Linked DNA regions of Macaca mulatta: region 1 is linked to region 2. The links are chromatin contacts, called in public Hi-C maps. All regions are on one chromosome and are shown on one strand. Each heading gives the region's core, a stretch centred on a gene start, on an enhancer-like site or on the middle of the called end of the contact. The rest is flanking DNA. Distances are from core to core; before and after follow the strand shown. Region 1 holds the start of UNG (uracil DNA glycosylase). Region 2 holds the start of ISCU (iron-sulfur cluster assembly enzyme).

Region 1 (6,026 bases), core at 2,564-5,063, 540 kb after region 2:
ATCACTTAACCTCTCTCGGGTTAAGCTGCCTCATCTGTGAAGTGGGGACTACAGCACCTATGTCATGAGCACGCCTGAGGAGATGACGGGATGCATGAGAAATGCCCTGTCCTTTAAATAAATGTTGGTTCCATTATTGCTCGTTTTTCTGTTTTTTTGCTTTTTGATATTGTTCTTGTTTGTTTTGTTTTTTTGAGACAGGATCTCACTCTGTTGCCCAAGCTGGAATGCAATGGCATGATCATAGCTCACTGCAGCCTTGAACTCCTGGGTTCGAGCGATCCTCCCGTCTCAGCCTCTGGAGTAGCTGGGACTACAGGCACATCCCACCCCACCCAGCTAATTTTTTTTTTTTAATGATTTTTAGTAGAGATGGGGTCTTGCTATGTTGCCCAGGCTGGTCTCAAACTCCTGGGCTCAAGTGATCCTCCCACCTGGGCCTGCCAGATTGTTGGGATTATGGGCATGAGCCACCACAACCGGCTCCAAATTTTATTTACTCTCTGTCTCCCCTCAATGGAACGAAAGCTCCATGAGATCGGAGGCTTTGTTTTGACAGATTTCAACAGATGTACAATATTGTATGATCACCACCACAGTCAAGATCTAGGACAGTTCCATCCCTCCATAAAACTGCTCCAGCCTCTTATTGATCAACTTGCCGCATCACCCAGCCTCAGCAACCACTGATCCGTCTTCTCTCCCTGTAGTTTTGCCTTTTCCAGAATTTCATATACATGGACTTGCCATGGTTTGAATATCTGTCCCTCCAAAAGCCGTGTTGAGATTTAATCCCCAATGTGGCAGTATTGAGAGGTGGGGCCTTGAAGACGCCATTGGGACATGAGAGCTCTGTCCTCATAAATGAATGACTAGATTAATGGACTCACAGGTTAATGGACTAATGGGTTACCATGGGAGTGGGATTGGTGGCTTTATAAAAGGAGGAAGAGAGACCTGAGCTAGCACACTCAGGCCCCTCGCGATGTGATGTCCTGCACGGCTTCAGGACTCAGCAGAGTCCCCACCAGCAAGAGGGTTTTCACCAGATGCAGCCCCTCAACACCTCGGACCTCTCAGCCTCTATGAGAAATACATTCCTTTTGTCAATAAATTACCTGGTTTCAGGTAATCTAAGAGACAGAAAACAGACTGAGACAGGAATCCTACAATATATAGCCTTTGTGGGACTTCTTTCACTTGAGCATATTGCTTTTGAGATTGATTTATGCCACCCTCCCTCACCTTTTTTTTGAGACAAGGTCTGGCTCTATCGCCCAAGCTGGAGTGCAGTTGCATGATCTCGGCTCACTGCAACCTCCACTTTCCAGGCTCCACTCCCACCTCAGCCTCCCAAGTAGCTGGGACTACAGGCATGCACCACTACAGCCGGCTAATTTTTGTATTTTTTGTAGAGATGGGTTTTTGCCATGTTGCCCAGGCTAGTCTCCATGGTCTTCAGCTGGTGAGCTGAAGCAATCCGCCTGCTTTGGCCTCCCAAACTGCTGGGATTGCAGTCATGAGCCACTGTGCCCAGTCATATACCCACATTTGTATCACTTATTTGTTCCTTTTTATTACTGGATGGAAGGGATGCCCCACGGGAGTAGGCCCCACATAGGGTTGTTTCTCTGGTTTTAGGCTACTATGAGTAAAATCACTATAAACATTCACATACAAGCTTTTGTGTGAATACAGATTTCCATCTCCCTTGGGTAAATGCTTAGGCGTGGGAGTGCTGGGTCACATGGTAAGTGTATGTTTACCTGTATACAAAACTGTGGAACTGTTTTTCAAAGTGGCTCTAAAGGCAAATGATTTTCAGCTTTGAGCCTCTCTCTCTTAGACTTCAGCTTCTCGTCCTAGGCACCGGGACACACCAGCAACAAGGAGCGAGTTCCTTTCCTCACTCAGGTTACATTTTGGGGATGGAGACAGAAACACACAAGGAAAGAATAAATAAAATGCTGTCTCTAAAGAAACTGTATAAAAAGAATAAATAAATACGATGCTTTTGTATAGTATAGCAGTTATAGAGCGATGGGCTAGGAAGTGGGGCAGGAGGAGAAGACCTTTTCAGAGAAAGATCTTGAGCGGAGACCTGAGGCTTTCCAGGCAAGGGGATGGTGAGTGCAAGAGTGTACAGGCCACAGAGGGACAAGTTGGGTGTGTCCAGCAAATGTGCTGGGAGCTGAACTCAGTAGTGGGGGCTTCCGCCGGAGAGGAAGCAGCATTGAGACCTGGGTAGGAAGCTGGGGTTTATTCTAAGCCTATTTGAAAACCGTAGAAGGGTTTTAACCCGAGGATTGCCTTTTTTTCTTTTTCCTTTTTTTGTTTTTAGACAGGGTCTTGCTCTGTCGCCCAGGCTGGAGTGCAGTGACACGATCTCAGCTCACTGCAACTTCCGCCTCCTGGGTTCAAGTGATTCTCCTGCCTCAGCCTCCCGAGTAGCTGGGATTGCAAGTGCGTGCCACCACGCCTGGCTAATTTTTGTATTTTTAGTAGAGACGGGGTTTCACCATGTTTGCCAGGCTGGTCTCAAACTCCTGTGCTCAAGCAATAAGCCCCTGTAGGCTTCCCAAAGTGCTGGGATTACAGGCGTGAGCCACCGAGCTGGGCCAGGCCCAGAGTATTGTCATGATGTAAAAATCTCTCTCTAGAAAAGAGAACACCAGCTTCCCATCTGGTCTTCTGTAGCCAGGAAATGCAAGAGCAGCAGTTGAATTTGAGATTTTCTTTGGAGAAAGAACCAAAAGGAGATATGGATGGTTTGGATGTAAGGGAAGGAAAGAGAATCCTAAGCATATTAGTAGTGGTGGGGAGGAGGTGCTGTACAGTGGTGTCATTTGGAGGACAAATCATTGGGGTTTAACCTCTGTGACTCGAAAGTCTCCCACAAGCCTGATACATTAGGCAAAATGTTTGTGCTAAGCCTTAGTTTATTGTCATAAAATAGGCCATGAAAATTGCGTGAGATAATGTATGTAACAGTTCAACAAATACTATTGGCAGGGCATCGTGGCTCACGCCTGTAATCCCAGCACTTCGGGAGGCCGAGGTGGGCAGATCATCTGAGGTCAGGAGTTTGAGACCAGACTGGCCAACATGGTGAAACCCTGTCTCTACTAAAAAATACAAAACTCAGCCGGCGTGCGCCTGTAATCTCAGCTACTGGGGAGGCTGAGGCACGAGAATCACTTGAATTGGGGAGGCAGAGGTTGCAGTCAGCCAAGATCACACCACTGCACTCCAGCCTGGGTGACAGAGCGAGACTGTCTCAAAAACAAAACACACACAAAAAATATAATAGTATTTGTTTGTTTCTGTTTTTGAGACGCCTCGGATTACAGTGCTGGGATTACAGACGTGAGCCGTCAAGCCCGGACAATACTATTATATTGTTCATTGCACTCCAACAACACCCTTAAGGGCCAGGTACTTTTTTTCCCTCCTATCCCCAGAGACAGGGTCTCGCTCTGTCGCCCAGGCTGGAGTGCAATGGCGCGATCAAAGCTCACTACAGCTCCAACCTTCTGGCCTCAAGCGATCCTCCCGCCTGAGCCTCCCAAAGCGCTAGGATTACAGGCGTGGGCCACCGCGGCCGGCCAGTCTTTTCGTCTTGCAGCTGAGCCTGGAGAGCCTTTCCAAAGGGCAGAGGTGGGTCGAGGGCATGAATGAATAGGCCCGCGGGCACCGTTGCACGCCCCACCTCCTCCCAGGGGCATTGCACTCCAGCCCCTCCCGCACATGCGCACTGGGCCTTCCACCGCCCCCCGCCCCCCGCCCCCAGCAAAGCCCCCCGCTCGGAGCATGCGCGGGCCGCTTGGCGCCAATTGCTGACCGCCACAGCCAGGGCCAGCCTCGCAGGTTCCCGGGTGGTGCGCGTTCGCTGCCTCGGCTCCGGGATGATCGGCCAGAAGACGCTCTACTCCTTCTTCTCCCCTAGCCCCGCCAGGAAGCGACGCGCCCCCAGCCCCGAGCCGGCCGTCCTGGGGACTGGCGTGGCGGCCGTGCCTGAGGAGAACAGAGATGCGGCGGTGAGGCGCGGCGTGGGGCCGGGACTTGGGGGGGTAAAGAGGGAGGAAGGCGGTGGGTCCCGCCTGACTGAGGGCGTGCAGCAGCGCGCCTCTTAACTCGGTAAACCGGGGCCCCGCTTTCCAAATAGCCTCCACGTGTTCAAAACAGCCGCCGCTGTCCCCCATGGGCCGCCATGCTGAGGGATCAGCCAATGGGGACGCGCCTCGGCGCCCATGGTGCCAATCCGCGCGCCGCAGGCCCGCCTGGCTCGGTGCGCTGTCCAGTCAGAGGGGAGAGGGGGCGGGACCCCAGAGGGAGTTTTTTTGCCGCGAAAAGGCCACGTGGGGCTGTGGGGGGCGGGTCTGGCGGGGCGGGGCACCTCGGTACTGGGTCCGCAGTCTCCTTGATGCTCCGCGGGGCCGCTTCCCAGCCCCACTCCCCGCTCCGGTTTAGAATCTAATTCCCAATTCCCGGACTGGGCCCAGTCCTGGGCTCCTATTGTCCGATTTTGCTGCGACCTGCTCCACTAATGGGCGTCTTCTGCCTTGGGCCGTGGGGGTTGGGCCAGAAGCTGCGGACTCCTGGGAAGCGGCCTCTGCAGCTCTTGAGCCGCCTCTGCGGGGACCCCTTGCAGGCCAACCCCCCCAAGAAGGCCCCGGCCGCGCAGGAGGAGCCCGGGACGCCGCCCTCCTCGCCGCTGAGTGCTGAGCAGTTGGACCGGATCCAGAGGAACAAGGCCGCGGCCCTGCTCAGACTTGCGGCCCGCAACGTGCCCGTGGGCTTTGGGGAGAGCTGGAAGAAGCACCTCAGCGGGGAGTTCGGAAAACCGTATTTTATCAAGGTAAATATGGAAATGCATCTTCCATAAGGGTAAATGTGGAGGCTTCCGGCCCTTTGTCTTGTTACTGCGGCCGGCGAAGTTCATGTTTCCATAGGCTTAGGTTGTACTCCCTTCAACGTCCTTTACTCACAAAGGGGGTAAAAGAAAGCCATGATGTTTCAGTCTGCACCTTTATATTGGTTAAAGTTGCTAACGACCCGTGAGATGGTATCATGGATTCATTTAAGTCACATAGTCTATTGTCCAGGAAAGGCTGGCATAGTAAAACCACCAACCATCCTGAATGAAACCTGGCTTGAACTTTAAAAAGCCGGGAGGAGTGGCACTGTTAGGACCCAGCCCAGAAAAAAAGGCAGGGAATTGGCCTGATTGAACCACTTGGGGGAGCGGGGGGCAGGCAGGCACTGTTTTTGTTGGTGATGGTTTTTTTTTGTTTTTTTATTTTTGAGACGGAGTCTCGCTCTGTCACCCAGGCTGGAGTACAGTGGCCTGATCTCAGCTCACTGCAAGCTCCGCCTCCCGGGTTTACGCCATTCTCCTGCCTCAGCCTCCCGAGTAGCTGGGACTACAGGCGCCCGCCACCTCGCCCGGCTAATTTTTTGTATTTTTAGTAGAGATGGGGTTTCACCGTGTTAGCCCGGATGGTCTTGATCTCCTGACCTCGTGATCCGCTCGTCTCGGCCTCGCAAAGTGCTGGGATTACAGGCTTGAGCCACCGCGCCCGGCCTTGTTGGTTGTTTTTTTAAAAGAATTTGGACATAAAACACGACAAAGAACTAATGATGTTCCAAATAACTTGCACTAGAAGCTTTCTTGTTTAATTCTTATGGCCTCCAGTGAGAATCTGATTTTAAGTCTAGTTTATCTTTAAATCAGCTAATGGGATTTGTTGCAGAAGAAAGAAAGCATTACACTGTTTATCCACCCTCACACCAAGTCTTCACCTGGACCCAGATGTGTGACATAAGAGATGTAAGTACAACTTGATGATTTTTATTGGGGAGAAGGAGTCAACTAGTATTTTTAAATTAGGGACACTGGAGTTAAGCCACAGTCCATCATTCAGTAGTAAATAAAACACTGAAATTGTGAGGTTTGGCTGACTGTGTTTCAGCCTGTATTTACTCTTTTTAATGTTTACCACATGCTATTTATGCGGCAAAAAGGA
Region 2 (5,620 bases), core at 2,936-5,435:
TAAATTTTAATTAGCCAGGCGTGGGGGCTCATGCCTGTAGTCCGAGCTACTTTGAAGGATGAGCTGGGAGGATCACTTGAGCCTGGGAGGTCCCAGCTGCAGTGAGCCATGATCACGCCACTACTCCAGCCTGGGCAAGAGTGAGACGCTCTCTCAGAAACACTCAGGTATGAGAACCAGAACTTTCAAATATGGCGAGGCCAAGTTTCTCCCAGACCTATTTGGAAGCGATTCATCATGATGCTCTACCATAAGAGCAGCTACGGCAGGAAGCAGCAGCTGTGGGACCAGGTGAGGTGGGTGGGAGGCTTGGAGAAATTGGAAAAGTCCATTTCTAGACCCCAGGACAGAGAGCATAAGGCCAGAGGGTCTTCAATTCATCACTTGCCAGGTCCCATCCTGTGTGGTCACATTCTAAACTCCATTCCACCCTTGGTGATTTGTGGCAGGACAGGCAACTGCAGAGTACTAGTGGCCAGGAGACCTCTGCTCTCCCCTTTCTTGCTCCTTAGCAAGCTGTGTACCCTCATCAAGGACTTAACCTCTCTGGTCCCAAACCTCTCTTTCCCCCACGTCACAGAATAGGCTCATCGAAAGGCCCAGGACTAGCAGTCTGAAGAAATGATATCAACAAGGGCAGGGACACAGTCAATCTGGTACGCAGTGTCACGCTGTACTTGCTGAATAAGACTAAATTAGCTTCAGTACACTTATTTATAAAAAGTGGAAATGGTAACTACCTGCCAACCCCAACTGGTTCCTCTGTCAATCAAATGTAATGGGTGGGACAAGCTATACCAATGGATGACATCACTATCTCATAATGTAACAAAAATATCAGTGCCAGAGGGAGTATTATAAGGAAACTGACACTCAGCAACGTTTAATGAGTAACCTAGATTAGCAACTTCACATTCCCTGAGTGATTTCACATCCAGTGTGGCATCTAGTCCACATTTTCAGTGTAAATCCCACTATGAACGACTTAAAGCAAATCATTTCATCATTTGTTCTGAACCTCTGTTTCTTCATCTGTAAAAAGAGAATGTGGGCCGGGCGTAGTGGCTCAGGCCTGTAACCCCAGCACTATGGGAGGCCAAGGTGCGTGGATCCCCTGAGGTCAGGAATTCAAGAGAAGCCCGGCCAACATGGTGAAACTCCATCTCTACTAAAAATACAGAAATTAGCCGGGCGCAATGGGGCATGCCTGGATCCCAGCTACTGGGAAGGCTGAGGCAGAAGAATCGCTTCAACCAGGGAGGCAGAGTTTGCAGTGAGACGAGATGGTGCCACTGCACTCCAGCCTGGATGACGGGGCGAGACTCTTGTCTCAAAAAAAAAAAAGAGAATGTGCTCCATCTCTTCTGTTTGCCCCCTCCAAACACACCCTACCCTCTCCTCCCTGCCCTGTGTCCCCGAGTATAGACCCCATATACAGGTTTTCTGGCTCTTCAGCTTCCAGATGGGTCTGCCCAGCAGAAGGCACCAGCAGGGGAAGTTTGGTGGAAGGAAGAAAGGGAGGTCAAGGTATTTCTTCCCCCACCCCAATCCTTGACAGGAAACTGGGGCTGCATCCCTTGAACAAAGTTATCAGCAGGTCTCAGGTGCCCTCTCTACACAACTCAGATCATTCCCTTCACCCCTTCAGGCCCAAAGATGGACACCAGGTTCTGGAGTTACTAGCCATGGGATACTAAACCTTCACTCCTGATTTCCCTACCCACACCCTTACTTTCTCTCAGATCATCCTAATCTAAATGTGCCACCTATTTCCTGCTGAGATCCTGGATTATACAGTAGATATCACCACCTCGTAAGGTTACAAACGAAAGACCATGTTATGACTAGATGCTAGGCACTGGACTATAGATACTGTTACAACAATTATATTATGCAGACATTGTTGCTCCCAATCTGCAGATGAGGAAGCCGAGAGGATCAGAGAAATTAAGAAATTCTCACAAGGACATACAAGGGTGGAACAGCTAGAACTGAGGCCTTAACCTCCAGAACCAGCAAACCTTTCCATTTCTATTATCACCATCGCGGTCAATATTTTTCCTACCACAAGTTTCATCACCGCCGTCATTCCTACACAACAAAGTAACAGTCTCTTGTGAACGAGTGTATTTCTACTGTTGGACGTGTGGCTACGAGGGGGAGTTCTGGAATGGGATCAAAGTACGAGGCCTGACTTGCAGGAAGTATTATCTTGAGCAAGAGACTTTCCTCCACGAACCTCAGTTTCCTCCAATAAAATGGGGATAGATAACAGGGCTTCCTTCACAGGGTGGTGAGGAGGATTCAATGGGATAACATTTGCAAAGCACCGGGCACGCAGTAAGCACTCAAATGACAGGAGCTACGGTCATGAAAAAGGGGTTTGCAGCCTTGGCGGCTTTATGGCCGCCGAGGACTAGGGAGGCGGGCCAGGACACGGGGACCTGAGGACCTGAAAGACTGGAAGGTGCCCGCTGCCCACCCCCGGGCCCACCTGCTCCTCCAGTCTCTCAATCTCCAGCTGGTTCTTCTCCTCCTCTTCGTCATATTCCCACTCGTACTCCCCGGGGGAGCTCTCCGCGGAGGAAGCCATGGCGTACTCATCCCCATCGCTCTCGCTCACGCCTTCCTCCTGCTGATCCCACCCTGGCCCCACGGTCTTGTATGTCGCAGCGGCCACAGCCCGCGATAACACCTTCCTTCTTGTCCTCGCCGCCTTAACCTCATCCTCCTCTCCGTCAGCCTTGGGCCCAGCCTTGGACTCAGCCTCAGGTTCTGAAGCCGAGGTTGCGGCCGCAGTCGCCATCTTGCGCTTCTAATGACTCTCGGGTCTTCCCGCGGCCGCCAAAGACCCGCTGAGGCAGAAGCTGCCCGCGGCGCGCGCCTTATCAAAAGCCCGTTTTCTTGACACTGAAAGGGAAACTGGGAACCTTAGATAACGAGAAAATCTCCAAATACACTAAATTCATTTTATTTTATACCCCTGTAAAAACTCCCACCAGAGAAAAAACTCATTATCATGGCATACGTTCCGTCACAACTTCGGACAGAAGTTGGGTCTTTGGGCAGGAAGTGGAGGCCATAGAGGAAGTCATGGAGCGAGCGTGGTGTCTGTAGTAAAGAATTTGGCGCCATCTTGAGAAGGTCAAAGTGATTCTTAGAAAAAATACCTTACTTATCGCCTAGCGTGACCTGGCGCTTGGGTTTAGTCTCCCCAGCAACTGCACCTCAAACGCAAAGAAAACTGCAGGTCCTCGGGGAAGGATCGATTTCACCATTCAAGAGAAAAATCCATTTCCCAAAGAAATTCTTCCCCTTTATGTAAACATCTGGTACCTAGGAGGCGTTAAATACACTTGAGTTTTCCGGTTTTATAAGCTCACATACTGCAAACCAACAGTAAATACGCATTTCTTTAGAAATTCTTAATTGCTAGGCACCGACATATAAATTGAATTTGCTGTTGTTTTAGAGAGAAAAATAGACATATACTCATTTTTTTTCAATCAGGACATGGTGTTCGTTTCCTTCTTAAGCTTCCCATTGTTGAGGTAGGCAAGTACTGGAGTGTGTCTCTATCTCTACCTTGCTCCCTCATTAGCAAGCTTAATAGGCAGGAATTACGTCTGTTTTGCTTTCTGTTGGATCCCCGGGTCTAGTAGAGTGCCTTGACACATAGTAGGTACTCGACACAGATGCTGGCTTCATGATGAAGGAATTGTCCTCGAATTAATACAAAAGGGAAGATTCAGACTTAGCAAGCCGGTACCATTTGTCTAGGGACACACAGCCAGGAAGGAACCGAACCAGGATTCTAACCCAGGACTACCCAAGTTCGAATTCTAATTGAACCTAAGCCCTAAGCGACCTTGGACGGAGTGACCAAACTGCCCTGAATCTCAGCTTCCTTAGCTGCAAAATAGGGTTAGGAAAAGTGGACTCAGTGGTCCTCTGCGCCGCATTCCCACACTGCAGAAGCCTGAGATCCTCTCTCAACCAGAATCCAGCACCCAGGACAAGCCCTCTAGCGACTTCAGACCTTCCCGCTCCCGACCCCGCCCGCCCCCGAGAGGCGTGGTCAAGGCGGGGCCACAGGGCGGAGGCTTGCACGGAACGGTAAGGCGCAGGCGCAAAGCCTCGGTGACGCCAGAGAGGCGCGCTCCCAGCTCGGCGCCGACTCGCAGACGCGCCCCGCCCCTCGGCATCGCTCTGGACTGGCGCAGGCGCAAGCCGGCAAGATGGCGGCAGCTGGAGCTGGCCGTCTGAGGCGGGCAGCGTCGGCTCTGCTGCTCCGGAGCCCCCGCCTGCCCGCCCGGGAGCTATCGGCCCCGGCCCGACTCTATCACAAGAAGGTAGGGACAAACGAGGGGACACGCGGAATGCCGACTCGGGGGAGGCCTGGGCTGGAGCGGCGGCCGCGGGGTTCTACGCAGCCAGGACTAGCTGTCGCCTCCCACGTCTTTCCCCTGACTCACTTTCCCTTGCTACGCAGTGAGGCTCACTGCAACTGATAAACAACAGTTACCGCTTATCGGGCTGCGACTTCCAGGGGGCCCCGCCGCTGGCCGCGACTTCGTGCGTCCCAACTTTAAATTCGCCAACAGCCCAGGAGGCAGGGTCCTGTTGGGACTTGTCTTTTACAGTCCATTGACAGACACACCCCCGGAGCGGGCTCCGGCTTCAGCCACGCTGCTGCCCTGGCCAGATGACCTTGCGCTAGTCACTGCGCCTCTCTGAACTTGTTTCCCCAGGTGTAAATGAGGACTCTCAGCTGTCTCTTACAAAGGATACTGTGCATGGAGTCCTGTCATGGTTCCTGGCACATAGGCCCCAGCACGAGGAGACCGTTTTTGTTACTGCTTTAGGAGTGCATAGGGGAGTCAGACTTGTAACCAACATGCGTAGTGTTTTTGTTTTGTTTTGGGGGTTTTTTTGGCGGGGAAGGAGGGATAGATGCATAGTTTGCAGCCCCTTGCTGTCTGGTGACGCAAAGTCCCCCAGACGTGAGACTGCCACTCTAGAAACAGAATAAATCAACGTGGCACAAAAAGTCCCTCCGTTAGATACTATCCTATAGGGGCCTTTACTTGGAGTCAAAATCCTTAGATGGGGAGGAAAAGGGGACTGGAAGATCGGGGTGCTTACTACTAACCAGTAACCACATTAAGGCCTTCTGTGTGCCAGTTCGAATAGATGTTGATTCTGATCTGGCCTCTGCCCTTTCTCCAAGGGCTTCTTCACTCCTCCCCCTCCCGGCGGTGTGTTTCGTTGAGGGTACACCCCGAGGAAACTTGGACTAGCAGCCTTTCAGCAGCCAGGGTGCGCTGCTGCACCAGGGTGATGACAGGCTCTGAAATACGGTAATGGCACTGTTTTTATTTTGAAAGACACATAAACGTACACATTCCATAGCATTGTTCTCTGTGTAACAGTCACCTTAAGGCTTCTAAAAGTTTTCCCTTCCTGGGCCATAGTTATTTTTAGAATTTTTAAATAGTAATCATCCTTTGAGGATAGTTTTTATTTGAAAATAACAAAACTGCTGTTTGAGCCCAAGTCTGGTGATGTAGGTGGGTAAAAGTCAAGTATTTTTGTAAAAACCCTATGGAATTAAGACATG

What was found. Hi-C and Micro-C count contacts between places; a contact is called where the count stands out from the background.
Region 1: a Hi-C map of fetal cortex germinal zone shows a contact between it and region 2, with 4 times the contacts expected there. The contact joins the promoter of UNG here to the promoter of ISCU in region 2. A contact is called at or near these places in 3 of 14 Hi-C or Micro-C datasets (fetal cortex germinal zone, fetal cortical plate and liver).

Annotation. Positions count from the first base shown.
Region 1 is chr11:116,227,750-116,233,775 of T2T-MMU8v2.0, forward strand. UNG (uracil DNA glycosylase) reads left to right here and starts at 3,814. Exons shown (of 6, transcript XM_015152724.3): 1 at 3,814-4,037; 2 at 4,652-4,858. The coding sequence starts at 3,906.
Region 2 is chr11:115,686,850-115,692,469 of T2T-MMU8v2.0, forward strand. It overlaps ISCU (iron-sulfur cluster assembly enzyme), which reads left to right and starts at 4,186. Exons shown (of 5, transcript NM_001261474.1): 1 at 4,186-4,352. The coding sequence starts at 4,239. SART3 (spliceosome associated factor 3, U4/U6 recycling protein) reads right to left here and starts at 2,817. Exons shown (of 19, transcript NM_001257555.1): 1 at 2,495-2,817. The coding sequence starts at 2,806. It overlaps LOC144333019 (a long non-coding RNA gene), which reads left to right. Exons shown (of 2, transcript XR_013401325.1): 2 at 1,188-2,820.